Linked DNA regions of Mus musculus: region 1 is linked to region 2. The links are chromatin contacts, called in public Hi-C maps. All regions are on one chromosome and are shown on one strand. Each heading gives the region's core, a stretch centred on a gene start, on an enhancer-like site or on the middle of the called end of the contact. The rest is flanking DNA. Distances are from core to core; before and after follow the strand shown. Region 1 overlaps Prkce (protein kinase C, epsilon). Region 2 overlaps Prkce (protein kinase C, epsilon).

What was found. Hi-C and Micro-C count contacts between places; a contact is called where the count stands out from the background.
Region 1: a contact with region 2 is called in a Hi-C map of uterus, with 4 times the contacts expected there. The contact joins two enhancer-like sites. A contact is called at or near these places in 1 of 15 datasets of contacts at CTCF or cohesin (large pre-B cells), 3 of 484 Hi-C or Micro-C datasets (cerebellar granule neurons, regulatory T cells and uterus) and 1 of 9 other capture datasets (embryonic stem cells).

The regions. Positions count from the first base shown.
Region 1 is chr17:86,462,990-86,469,703 of GRCm38.p6, forward strand. The region is part of intron 2 of Prkce (protein kinase C, epsilon); the gene reads left to right. Among named protein-coding and RNA genes, the nearest start is that of Gm30284, 21 kb to the left of the region's middle. Within about 2 kb of position 4,557, at least 33 of the 459 cell types and tissues checked have an H3K27ac peak or open chromatin away from gene starts, as enhancers often do. A contact at or near this core is called in uterus, where this site is marked.
Region 2 is chr17:86,261,280-86,267,371 of GRCm38.p6, forward strand. All of the region lies in intron 1 of Prkce (protein kinase C, epsilon), which reads left to right. Among named protein-coding and RNA genes, the nearest start is that of Gm52296, 21 kb to the left of the region's middle. Within about 2 kb of position 2,927, at least 9 of the 459 cell types and tissues checked have an H3K27ac peak or open chromatin away from gene starts, as enhancers often do. A contact at or near this core is called in uterus, where this site is marked.

The sequences.
Region 1 (6,714 bases), core at 3,307-5,806, 200 kb after region 2:
CACACACACACACACACACACACACACACACACACACAGGACAAATGCCATAGTCAGGGACAGACCAGTTAGTGAAGTTGACTAGACTATACTCCTTTCTTCCCTTATTCTCCCCTCCCCCTTTCCTATCCATGTCCCCCTTCCAAAATATCTCCCAGGCATGCCTAACCCATGGTCTGCCAGCTCTAGAATAGCTACAAATGGGGTCAAACATAAAATTGTAGGTTTACTTAAAACATTATGAGATTTTTATTTATTTTTTTTTCAAAATTTAAAACTATTGCTCAATATTCAGGTATGAACTTTGTAAATGACAACGTCATACCACAGTGTCAAGGGTTGGACGTGCCTAACTCCCACACTGTAGTCACCACCTAGAGTCTCCACTGAGCCATGCTGCCCCCAGTAAGGAAACACAAAAGACATTAAACCAGAGCATTTGCTCTGCGTAACAGGCAGATGGTGGATCAGGAGCTATTGGCTTGGTTGTTGCCTCTGTCCCTAAATCTCTCTCCTGACCTCTGCTGACAGGAGTGCTCCTCAACACGGACTGTGCAGCAGAGTCCTCTGGGGACTTGTAACCCAATCCATGTGCCTCTCTCACCCCAGCAAGCATGACTCGGTTGGCTGGCCAGCACCAGGCATGGGGTTATTCTCCAAGTGGGTGTATTGTTGCCAGTTGGGAGCTAGGGTCATGGAGCATCAATTCTCAGTATTTTATGTGTCTGCTGACCCTCATCTGGTGGTTGATATAGCAAGTCTCAGTGGGGGTCATGTATTCCAAGAGGTAAGTGAACTCCTCTGCATGGCAGCTCAGCACCTTTCCTCCTGCCATCCCACCTACCATCTCTGCCGATTACCTTTAAAGAAACATGAGGAGATACAAATGGTTACTGGTTGGATGGTATTGACAGAGAGTCCTGAAAATCCAGTTCTAGCCATTTACTTAAAGAAAACTAGAGAAAAGAGAAGGGGATCCCTTATGCAGCACAGGCCCACTGGGAAGGTTTGGGGGGGGGTACAATCAAGAGTGTCCTGTTTAAGCCTTGAAGGAACAAAATGAAGGGCAGGAAATATGTGACATCGAAGCAGAAGATGACTTGGGGTAAAGTCCAAGTGTGAAGATCTGAGTCTGTGTCCACAGAGCCCTACTGGAGCTGGGCGTATACGTCTGGAATCCCAGAACTCCTACAGCATGCTGGAAGGAGACAGGAGTGTCCCCAGAAGCTCATCCATCCAGCTAACTTGGCAGATTCAGTAGTGAGCAAGAAAGACCATCTCAAGCAAGGTAGAGGTGAAGACCAATACCCGTGCTTGTCCTCTGCTCAACCCCCTCACACTCGAACATAAAAGGAAGTGTCCGTACATAGTTAAACAGTGTTGGTCAAACTGCACTCTCTGATGGTTATCGCTAGACAGGTCTATGGGGCTCTGCCAGCTCTTGAGACATCACCATCACTAGAGGTGGCATTCAGGTGGCTCCCACCACAACGTGACTGCTCATGGTCAGAGAGGCTGCTCAGCTACCGTCCGGGCAATTCCTCCCATTCGGTAGGTCTGAGGAGGGTAGCCTCATTGTGAGGTGATGGGGCTGCAAGCCTTCCTGTTCTGGGAACCTTAGCTATTCTTATTTTGACATCTTCAGCCTTTGAAAAAGAACCAGCGAGGTTAGGGGCCAGCAGCCTGGTATCATCAGTTTTTAGACAGACAGTCCGTAAATGATTAACCCGTGTACAAGCAGAGCAGAGACAGATACCAAATGAGAGCAGAGATGCCAGGCCTCAGCCTACATTTAGTTACCCTCTGGCCATCTGCAAGCCCAAGGAAGGAGTCAGTGGTTGGCGGCCTGTCTGGTGCACAGCAGGTGCTCCGAGGGCGGAGGGCCAATCTGGCTGCTCTGTTCACTGGAGCTGTTTTCCCTTTTGTGTGCTCAGTTTTTATAGCCAGCCGTTTGTTGTGTTCTGCCAGTCTCCTACTCACGGTGTAGCTCAGCTCCTTAGTACGCGCAAGAGGCTAACCTCGGGGATCCCTCCTGATGCTTACTGGAGATGCTCAAGCATCCGTCTCCCTGGAGACGCCCTTAGCTATCTTGACTGTGGGGCTTTTGGAATGACTCCTCCTTGCTTAACAAAGACATTTCCAGCCATCCCAGTGACTCAGGAGACCATCAACTACCCGCGGCAGAAGCTCACTGTTCTCAGCTCTGGGTCTGTCCACATAGTCTAAGAGTGTGTCGGGACTACAGATTCTCAGATTCATAGACCAGACTTGCTGAACAGAAGCCCTGAGATCGATCAAGCACCTATCTGCTTTGTTGGGCCCATAGTGCTCAAGGCCCAGACCTAGTGCTCTGTGTGTGTGTGCATATGCATGCACATTTGTGTGTCTGTGTCTCTCTGTATGTGTGCGTGCATGTGTACATGTGTATGTGTGTCTGAGTGTGTGTATGTAGGCACACGTGTGTGTGATTTCTCCAGTCACATTTGAGTGTCTGTCACATTTCCTCCATTTCCTCCATCTGCTGAGATACACATTTAATTCTAACTAGAGGGGGCTTGCCTTGAGTGTGCATACCAGTCTGGGAAATGACCTCAGCTCTCCACCCTTTGTTGGTGTCTCGCTCCCGTGTGGAAGGAGTTTAGGAACACACAGGTTGTCCACTGTGTGTCCCCAGTGATTCTGGACTGAGAAACAGACAGTTTGACTCACAGACCGTCCCTGACATACCTCCATGGTGGTACCAGAAGGGGCTGTATGTGTGTACAGGAGACAAACACTAATGGTTTCCCTACCAATGAAAACTCAGTCCTAAGGCAAAAAGACTTTATATGCTGTTAGGAATTTCTGAAGAAAATATAATACCCTTGGAACCAAGTAATGCTTTGTCAATATCGAGTTGTCCACGTAGCCTTTACTGTGACAACAACCCAAACATGTGTAATAAGATGTGACATGAGCCTGCACACAGGCTTCCCTGCAGGTGACCTCCCTTTGTGTAGCTCCGCTCTGCAGGATTAAAAGGCTAATTAGGCTGGCCAAGCTAGTTGAAGCATAGGCATTCTTGGAAATGGGAAACACCCATAAAGGGTAAACATTAGCTCGAGATCCATGGCCAAGACTTGTAGGAGAGAAAAGAAATGCATATAATTTGTTTGAGTGGGATTAAGAAATAACAGGGCGTGGTAACATCTCAGTGTGCTATAGCGGGAAAGAACTCTTACACGTGGAAACAATGGCGTGCCGGGGAGCACGCGCATTAACTGTGCCATCGCGGGCCCTTCGTGGGTTATTAGGTTCTTTAGAACCATGGATGGCTTTTATTCTGTGAAAAGACATTTCAATCGAGTTGAAAGGAAGGCAAAACTGCATAGTAATTTTGAGCCCTAAGTAGACGGATTACAATGTTCTTTGCCTATTATCGTCAATACTTGGGTGTTTTATTCAATTAACAATGATTAGAACTACTAATATGAACGAGGGCGTTAGGGTGGGGATGGGGAAAGGACGCAAAAGAAATCTTAAGAGTTTTTTTTTTCTCCCCAGAAGTAACGAGCCACCCCTCTGAGCGGAGAGCAGGCAGCACCTATAGACCACGTGGTGTGTAGATCATGTCTGCTGGGTGAACAGTAAAGCCTCTAGGGCTCTCTGGAAGTTCAAAGTCCACTCGGATGAGAAAATGTCCTGTGGAAGAGAAACCTGTTAGAGGGTGGGAAGAGTTTCAAGCAGGGAAGGATTGAGAGAGAGAGAGGGAGGGAGGGGGGGAGGGAGGGAGAGAGAGAGAGAGAGAGAGAGAGAGAGAGAGAGAGAGAGAGAGAGAGAGAGAGAGAGGGAGGCTGGGAGGGAGCACAAAGCACCAAGACTCCCAAGATGGCACTTGAGGGAACACACAGAAGTGAGGGGTGAGCAGGACCCACAGGAAGAAGCCAGTCAGGGAGGAAAATGGGCCTGGCAGCCTCTGCCCAGCTCTGGCTGGCAGGCTAATCTGTGGTGCTCAGTGGCAGGCAGTGTCCGTGCTTCGGATGTTTGTCCCCCAGTCCCCTTGCAGCTCTTCCCATCGGTAGCAGCTCCTGACACAGACGGACAGAGGAGGGAAGTAGCCCTCCTTCCTTTGTTGTTCTACCGTCGTCTTCCCTCTTTTAAATGGAGCACCGACTCACATACAGTGAAATTCACCCTTTCTGGCAAGTTAGTTCTGTGTTTTGACAAATGTGTAGCCATGGAAGCTACCACAGACCATGGGACACTTTAAGCATTCCTTTTCATGGTCAAGCCCCCTGCCCACCATCAGTGCCTGGTGGACCTTGCAGTGCCTGTCACTTCCCCTCCTCCGGAATCTCAATTCCATGGCACTGGAAGTCTGTGTGCGACCTTTGACTCCGCCACTTCAGCATCTGGGGGGCGTCCACGTTTTTTTGTTTCTGCTCCTCCTTATCAGTTCTTTCTGCTGTGCTGGGTGGATTCCAATTCTCCAGTGGACACCGGTCCTTCGCTGAGAGCTTGTCGGTGTTTCAGTTCTTGGTGATTATACATAAAGCTGCTATAAATAGCTGCACACAGAGTTTGGGGTGACGTAGCCTTTCTCATATTATTTGAATAAATATGCAGAAGTCAGATGGCTTAGTCTACCTTATGAAAAACTTTCCAGAGTGAAAAGAGGCATTTTTATTCCCCAGGGCAGCAAAGAAGAGGCTGAGAATCATCCCCTAAGACCTTCTGGTCAGTGACATGTCAAGTTTCACTAGCTCTCATGCAGAAATTACCCAGAGTCCTCCTCAGCCACAGACCAGGGGAAAGGATTTTGAGTTTTTAAAGGCACCAAGTGCCTTGGTGCAAGAGGAACAGGGTCACCCTGCCCTCCTGCGAGACCATACAGGGACAACATGGAGGAGGGGAGAGGCACTACCTTGTTTTCTCAAGCAGGAGATTTGAAAGAACAAAAGAGGAGCTCACGAGGCTCTCACCCCTCAGTCACAATGTTACAGGCACAGATCGGATCTGCGCTTCCCTAACCAGGGGCTGTCACCCCTCAGTCACAATGTTACAGGCACAGATTGGATCTGCGCTTCCCTAACCAGGGGCTAGCAGTGTGGAGCAGAAATGATAACTTCAGTGCTTGGAGCCTCAGGACTGAGAGGGCTGGAGAAGGGCAGACTGTGCTGACAGCATCCCTGGCATCTGCTAGGCTGCCAGGCTGCCACGGTGCTTGTGTGGGTAGCCCTGAGCTGGGTTTTCTGTGGGAAGCAGGGTTGGAAGGTCCTCTGCTCAGTGAGACAGCAATTACCAGAACTTTTCTCTACTCCTTGCTTCTCTTCCTCCAAGCCCTTGTCTTACCTTAATTCTGCTGCTTCTATTGTTCTTCCTTTAATCTTCGGACTTCTAAGATTGCTCTTCCTTGGTAGGTCTGACAATAGATCCCACCCTGTCCACCTTCTGGGGACCCTGCCCTGCCTCCACAACAATTTTGAAGAGGCCATACTGTTTTTATTTTATTTTTTTAATTGGGGGTGGGATGGGAGTGGGGAAGACCCTCACTGTTTCTCAGGCCAGCCCTGAGCTCACACTGATTCCCCTGTCTCAGGTCATGTGCCAGTTTTTCATTACACCCAACGATGACTTTTTAATTTTAAAATTAGTTAGACTTCAAAAATTGCCTTAGCAAAGAAGTATCCCAAGGAAAACCAAAGAGTTAATTCATTGTGGTATGGGGAGTCGGGGCAGGCACTTAATTTTAAAAGGCTCTGTGAATCCACAGAGAGGCAGAAAGGGGCTAACCTGGATGAGAGAGGGATTAAGCCTTGTCTGCATTCTGCCTGTTGCAGTGGGAACCTTGGAATAGCTGGTGTTGACAGCGTGGGATGGGAAACTTGCAACAGGGTGGTAACCTTGTAACCTTTTGGGTTGTGATACCTGCTGCTTTGAAAGGCTTGGGAGTTATTTGCGGAGAGACCAGATGTCTAGGCCTCTCTTCCCACAACTGCCAACTCGGGTACTGCATTCCTCAAGTGAGCCTTATCATTTTAAGAATGGAAGCAGAGGGCCGGCGCTGACCCTGTGTGTATAGCATCCCCAGTGCTCAGGTATGCCACCTTAGATGAGCTTCTGTGACTCACCGTGGCACACTGGGGGGGTTGGATCCCTTCCCTTGGCAGGTGTCCAACTTGATCAATTTCCCAGGCTAGGAGCCTGGGGATGTTTTATTCTTTGCCTCCCTCCTGGGGATAATGACTTTTCCTGGATACCAGGAATTCCACAGCCTGTAACTGAACAGGTAGAGGGAGGAGTGCAGAGGGAAGGCAAGCCAATGCCCTGCCTAAATGTACTACCTTCTGTGACTTAGCACTATTCAGTGCGCTTGGGCCTAGTCACCTTAATTAGCCAGGTGGAGCTGGGGCCCATCTGCCTCATTTCCCTTCTATCTGACAATCACTTGCTGTGCCTCAGTTTACACCAGTGCTATAACCTCTGCTCCATCAGCAGCCAGTGTCTTTGTGCACTGGAGAGCATACACCACTACAGTTTTGGCCCGTGACTGGATGGCACATGAACTCCACTGTGAACACAGCGGAGCTCATTTAGAAAGGAAGATGAAAAGGGCTTCTATTAAACTCGAGATGCTAATCTCGAAATGCCACCAGCATTCTTCCGGTTCAATTACACACTTAATGAAACACGCAGACCCTCCCGAGCCTCCTTGCAGACCTTCTGATGGATGCT
Region 2 (6,092 bases), core at 1,677-4,176:
TGAACTAAGAGGCTATTATTTGCTTTGAAGAGAGGCATGGAATGACATTCAAACACCGTGAATTGCCTGTTTTAAAAATTGTGGCACATATAATGAACACTACATAATGAGTAGCTTTTGAACACTTTAATTTTCCTGATCTTTTTGTGAAAATGCTGTAAGGTGGGGGTGTCACTCATGATGAGGCAAAGCAGGTCCTCTTGAGTTTCAGCTCCAGGGCCATGGCATCTGGACTCCATGGGATGCCATGATGCCCTACTTTGCTCTCCCATGATGCATTGAGCCTCCCTGTCATTAGAAAATGGGACACAGGTTCATCACAGAAAGCAGGAGAAGTGCTTTTGACAGCTCCCCCAAGCATCCTCCATAGACATTCCCAGAGGTCAGGACTCGTGTGAAAGGATAGGCCTTTTTTGGGAGGAACACATCTTCCGTATCACAGGAAACTATACTTGCCTAAAGCCTGAGTCGTCCTAGTGTGGCTGACTTTTCAATACCCTTAAGCTTCATGGTGGCTAATATATTATCTTCAGCGACTCCTTGGCCCTATGCCTAAGGGTTATTAGGCATATGCTAGAGATATTTTATAAACCTCACTGTTGTCTGGCCTCAGGATATTTTATCAACCCCAAAAGGAAAGGCTACACTCATCAGGCAGCCGCTCCCATCTCTCCCTTCCCCAGCTCTTAGAAAACTTACTTGGCTTACTGTCCTGCTTTCTGTTTACGGGGTCTCAGTTCTCGTGCAGATGGACTCATAAAATCCACTGCCCCGTGAGCCTTAGCAGGAGGGCAGTACTTCAGTCTTGAGAGTGAGTCCCAAGAGGAATCAGGATTTTGGGGTCGGAGACAGTGAGCTGGGCAGTTACTGGGCAATTATGTGTCACCTTTGCTCGTCCTGGACTCTTGGGAGAGGGAGGGGTACCTTGTTTGGGTCCTTGGGCAAGTTATTATCTTTTTGCCTTGGTTCATTTGCTCTGTAGCATAGGGATGCATGTGTAATTCTGAAAATTAAGTAGGAATACAGTGAAAGTATCGAGAACTATTGCCTATGGGAGTTACCCAGTGTGGATTAAAGCCCTGCTCTTGCTGAGTATCTGATGCCGATATGTAGGCTGAGCCCATTCCGTTCACAAGGTAATCATGGAGAGCCTTCAGTTGTCTTTCTCCGTCCCATCTTCCATCAGAGGTAGGCCTGAATATCCCCACCACATCAGCACTGACAAAATTACTCCTTCCTTCTAGAAACATCCGCAGCTCCTCATTCCTAGGGCAGAGAGTTCTGAGTCTTTAACTGGGCACTGAGGCGTTCTGCATGTCTCTCGCCTTCCTCTTTGGTTTCCCTTCCGATGTTCATCCTGCTCCTCCCGTGTGAATTCCAAGTCCTCCTTGGTGGTGCCTGGGTCCCCTGTGCTGCTTCCCAACTCCATCCAACCTCTGTGTCATAGCTCAGGTGCTTCTCTGTTGGGAATGAACTCCCACTCAACAGCGTCAGGCAGAGCTCAGCTCCCCGTCCCTTCCCATCCCATCCCTTCCTGTCCCTTCCTGTCCCTTCCCCTGAGGTTTTCACCTGCTGTAACTCATGAAGTACATGTTGGAGATAGTACGTCATCCATGGTAATATCTGATGTCTGTGGGTGATGTCTGATAATTGTGCAGAGTTTACCATCCTCATATCCTATCAGGACCATTTACACACATCTGCTTTCCTAACTAGGCTGCAAATTCCTTGTGGGCGCCCTATGCCTCTTTAACCTCTATAGAGCCCTATTTATCACCCGACCTGGGAAAAGCTTTCCTAGTATTTATGAAATTGAAATCAAATGCTATCCACCTATGCAATATCGTATACGTATTATTAGATACCATAATACTTTTCTATTTCACTTATGTATACTGATACCATATATAAAATCTCACTTGCCATCCACTACTAATTGGATTTCTAAACAGTTGCTGCGTGTAGCACTGGGCTCCTCTAATCACATCAAAGAAGACAGTTCTCCGAAGGAGGCTCTTCCACAGCACTTAACACTCGGTTGGTGAGACAGAATTTGATTAATTCCTCCCTGATGAATGTAATTGACTTGAAACTTCACCAAAACAACGTTTTTGACAATACAAAGGAGTGAAAATCTCCTTTTATTAACCTCTGGATGTTCTTCTCCCTCCTCCCTCCAGACCAACCACTGCGAGCACTGAAACACGTCTCTCTCTGATGCAACAACTAGTGTTTACTGAGTGGTTGCCGTCCGCCATCTCTTCACCCAGCTTCACCCAGGTTCTACCATTCCTATTGTGAGGCAGATGGTATTGTCTCCATGCTATCAAACAGGAAAGAGAGGCTTGGAGAAGTTAATTTATCCAAAGCCACGAGGCTTGTGATTAGAGTATCTACTAGCTGGAGGGTCGTAACTCTCTGTTAGAGGTTTTCTCCTCATCTTCTTTCCCATTTGCATGGAGACAGCCCACCTGTACCTCTCGTCATATTTTGTGGCCCATCTCCAACATGGAAACCCAGGGGAGCTGGGATCTTGCCCCCATAGATTGTGCGCTGTCAAAACAATCACATCGCCTCTTTGGGCCTGATTTTTTTTTCAATCTGTGAATCCAAGAGCTGGTTTCAGTAATCTCCATTATTCATCAAGAACATTCTGTGATTTTTTTTTTTTTTTTTTTAGGAATTAAACACCAAAGCGAGGACTGGCTTTTCTGCAGGCCCTCCCCTCTCCTCCTGCACCTGCAGGCATATTATCTTTCATAGCGCTCAGGCAGGCGGTCAAGTCACCCTGACCCAGGTACCTCCCTGCACCTCCACAGGCCTGCAGAAGCTGCCAGGCAGCCGAGGGAAAGGGAGAGGCCTGTGGGGTGTACTGAAGAGCAGGGACTTAGTGGGTTATGTAAGCCATTTATGATCCCATCTAGTCTAGCAGTGCTTGTATCCTTTGAACAGCAGGCGGGGCTCCTGTTGTTTACAGGGCTTCTTGGAGCATAGGTTTAAGAGGAGGGTCCTGAAGGTTTATGGGTGCTCCCCGAGGGCATACATGTTTAACCAGGGTTGTAGCTTTTCCCTTTCTTCCTCCACCAGCTTTCCTGGCTAAGGCAAAGATTGTAGGGCTAAATTTATCTGAGCTCCATATGGGATGTATATACCTCTGCCATTTGTATGTTAGGCACTGAGTCATGTCTGGGTCACCTGGCACCACGGGGACCGGTGAGCCCAGAATCACAACAAAGGTAATTAAGACAGACTTCTGCGTCCCACCCACCCCAGAGTTTCTGACTTAGGTCTGGGTCGGAGCTTGATATTTCCATACCGGGAGATATGGGTCCAGGAATGATCGATCACATGAGGACAACCAGTGTGCTAGAGAGGTTCTACAAAGATGCTTACATCACGTCACCAAACTGAGACTAGACATGGAGACGTTTCTGGCCACGTTTTCAGATGGAATCGATTTACTGAAATCTTAATAAACAAAAGGAGGGTTTGTGTCTTCTTCACATAAAGTCATCATCATGGCTGTTGTGATCATGGTTAGCTGTGCTTTAGGGTGCCCCGAGACCACCATGAGGCTGAGCCAACCTGACTGAGTTGTACATTTTACACTCACAGACGGTTCCTTTATACCCCACTGCCTCTCTCTCCCGGGTGATGGGTTGCTAGGACTTTCCCCCTACCTAGAGCTTCAATTAAAACCTTTGCTTTCATTTATGTGTCTGGCTGTTTGGGCCGCATGTGTGTCTGCACATCATGTTCATGCAGGGCTCCGAAAGCTAGAAGAGGGTGTTGGATCCCTTAGGACTGGAGTTGTAGCCAGTCCTAGGGTGCTGGCACTCAAAAATGGGTCTTCTTGAAAAGTAGCCTATGCTCTTAACTGCTGATCCACCCCACTTTTCTAGTTTAAATGTTCATACCTATAAAAGCAAGGAGAATTGAACAATAAACTCAGGATTCCCATCAATTGGACCTTTAACACTGCTGTCTCTTATTTCTTCACAAGTGTTCTACAGCCATTTCCAGACATCCCCACCCTCCCCTCCCAAGTATTTCCCACAAATGGGACACTTTTTTTTTTGCATAACCACAAAGCCATGACCACAACTAACAAGTCCAACAAGAGTGTCTAAGTATTATTTGAATATTTAATATTCAATCCACACTCACATCTCCCAAGTTTTTTTTTTTTTTAAATCCATTTCAGTTGAATATATGGCAAGACATATGTGCACATTGCCTTCATTGCTAAGTACTTTTCCTTTTGAAATATTGCCTTCAGGGGTAGGAGTGAGGTCTACAATATTCAGAATAGACCCAGAGCGAATGAAATGTCTTTGAAGTAGTAACAGCAGTTGTGGGGTTGGATGATTCTGAGGCAGGGGCCATGAGCTCTTTCTATTGCTTGTTCGGCAAATTTTGTTTCACTCCATTTTCTGTGACCTGGAAAGACAGAGAGGCTGGAAATATGACTTTTAGATCCATGAGTATCTCTTGTGTGGAATTTATGGATGTGTTGGAATTTATTCATTGCTGTATTGCCTGGGGGAGGGGAAGAGAAACTCAGTCCCTAAGCCCTGAGCAGTAGGTACCTGAGAGAGCTTGGGACCTGTGCTTTCTTTCTTCCCTACTCATTTCTTTTCTCCTTCCATTAAACATTCTAACTCTGGTGATGGAGAGTGTTGTCTTGAGTTTCAAGCTCTGAGAGCCCACATTCACCTTGTCTACTTGGGTGGCCTGGTTTCTCTCCAGAAGGGTGATTGACAGATAGTGATGGCTGTGCCCACCCCCAGGTCCTGGACTCCTGCTCACCCTTCACGTAGGTGTTCTGAACATGTTACAGGCTCCCTTTTAGCCTCCCCCTCCAAATCAAAGGTCCCTTGCTGCAGTTTAAATGCCACAGTGTACCCATGACTGGGGCTGACGTGGATTGGCAAGAGATGCTGTCCTGCGTCACCCAGCCTCAGCTGTCCCACCATATGGCCTCTGGCATGGCGCGGTGTGATGCTGCCAAGGGTAAGCCTGACTGAGGATGGAGGCACGATGCTGCCAAGACTTTTTTGGACAGAGGCCTGGTTACTAGGGCAGAGTTGGGGGGGGGGGGGCTTTTTACCACAACTTCAAAGTGGAGAAGAGGAAGGCTTTGGGGAGAGGCAGTGAGTGGTCTGGGGGCTCAGGGAGCATGGGTGACATTTCTGTCCCATGAAGTTCTCTGGTGCTGTCTTCCAAGCACTGAGGGCTGGCCATCTAGGCCCTCACACTTTCATTTGTGGTCCTCAGGGTCTGGAGAGTACCAACACCTTGCATTGGATTTGGATTGGAAGGTCTTCAGAGATGGTGATGTTGGTCATCTTGTCAACACGGTATACATGGGCACTCAATAAATGCAAATATATTCCCGAAGCCCTTAAAAGTGAGGGGTAGGGTGTATGTTAACAGCGAATCAGGTTACATACATGATAAAAAGATAAATCCGAGGCAATCCTAAGAGCCACAGTAGTATATCCAACCTGTAACATTCCCATGTTGTGGGAGATACTTGGGCCTGGAGGGTGGGGATGTCTGGAAATGGCTGTAGAACACTTGTGCAGAAATAGAGACAGCAATGTTAAAAATCGAGTTAAAAGGTGTTTCATTTCACAGTCTCACTGATGGCTGCTGCTCTGTGGAGAAACAATCACTCGTCAGTATCATGTTTCGCATATTTTCTTGCCCATATGCCAACTCCTCTGACCATTAGCATTAGCTCAAATGTCTTACGGTCATTGTTAGATTACTTTGTGATATTTGTGTTGTTACCACATCTTAACCCTGATCCAAACCTTGGGTCTTAGAAGCACAGAATAGGCTGATACTGTCTCTTGCCAACCTCCTGACCCTGGGGTTTGTACATAGTCATGGGCGCTCAAAACCAGTCACCCTGTGCTTGGCAGTGCTTAGCAAAGGCTCAGAACGGTTCTCATTGAGTTCAGCGGAGGGAGAGTTTTGGTGCTGGCTTCATCAGGACATCCTTCCAAAGGTGGTTGGAATGGCCAGTTGGCTCTGCCAGCACAAGGAAGGGTGGAGGATGGATGGGGAAGAGGGGATCCAGGCCA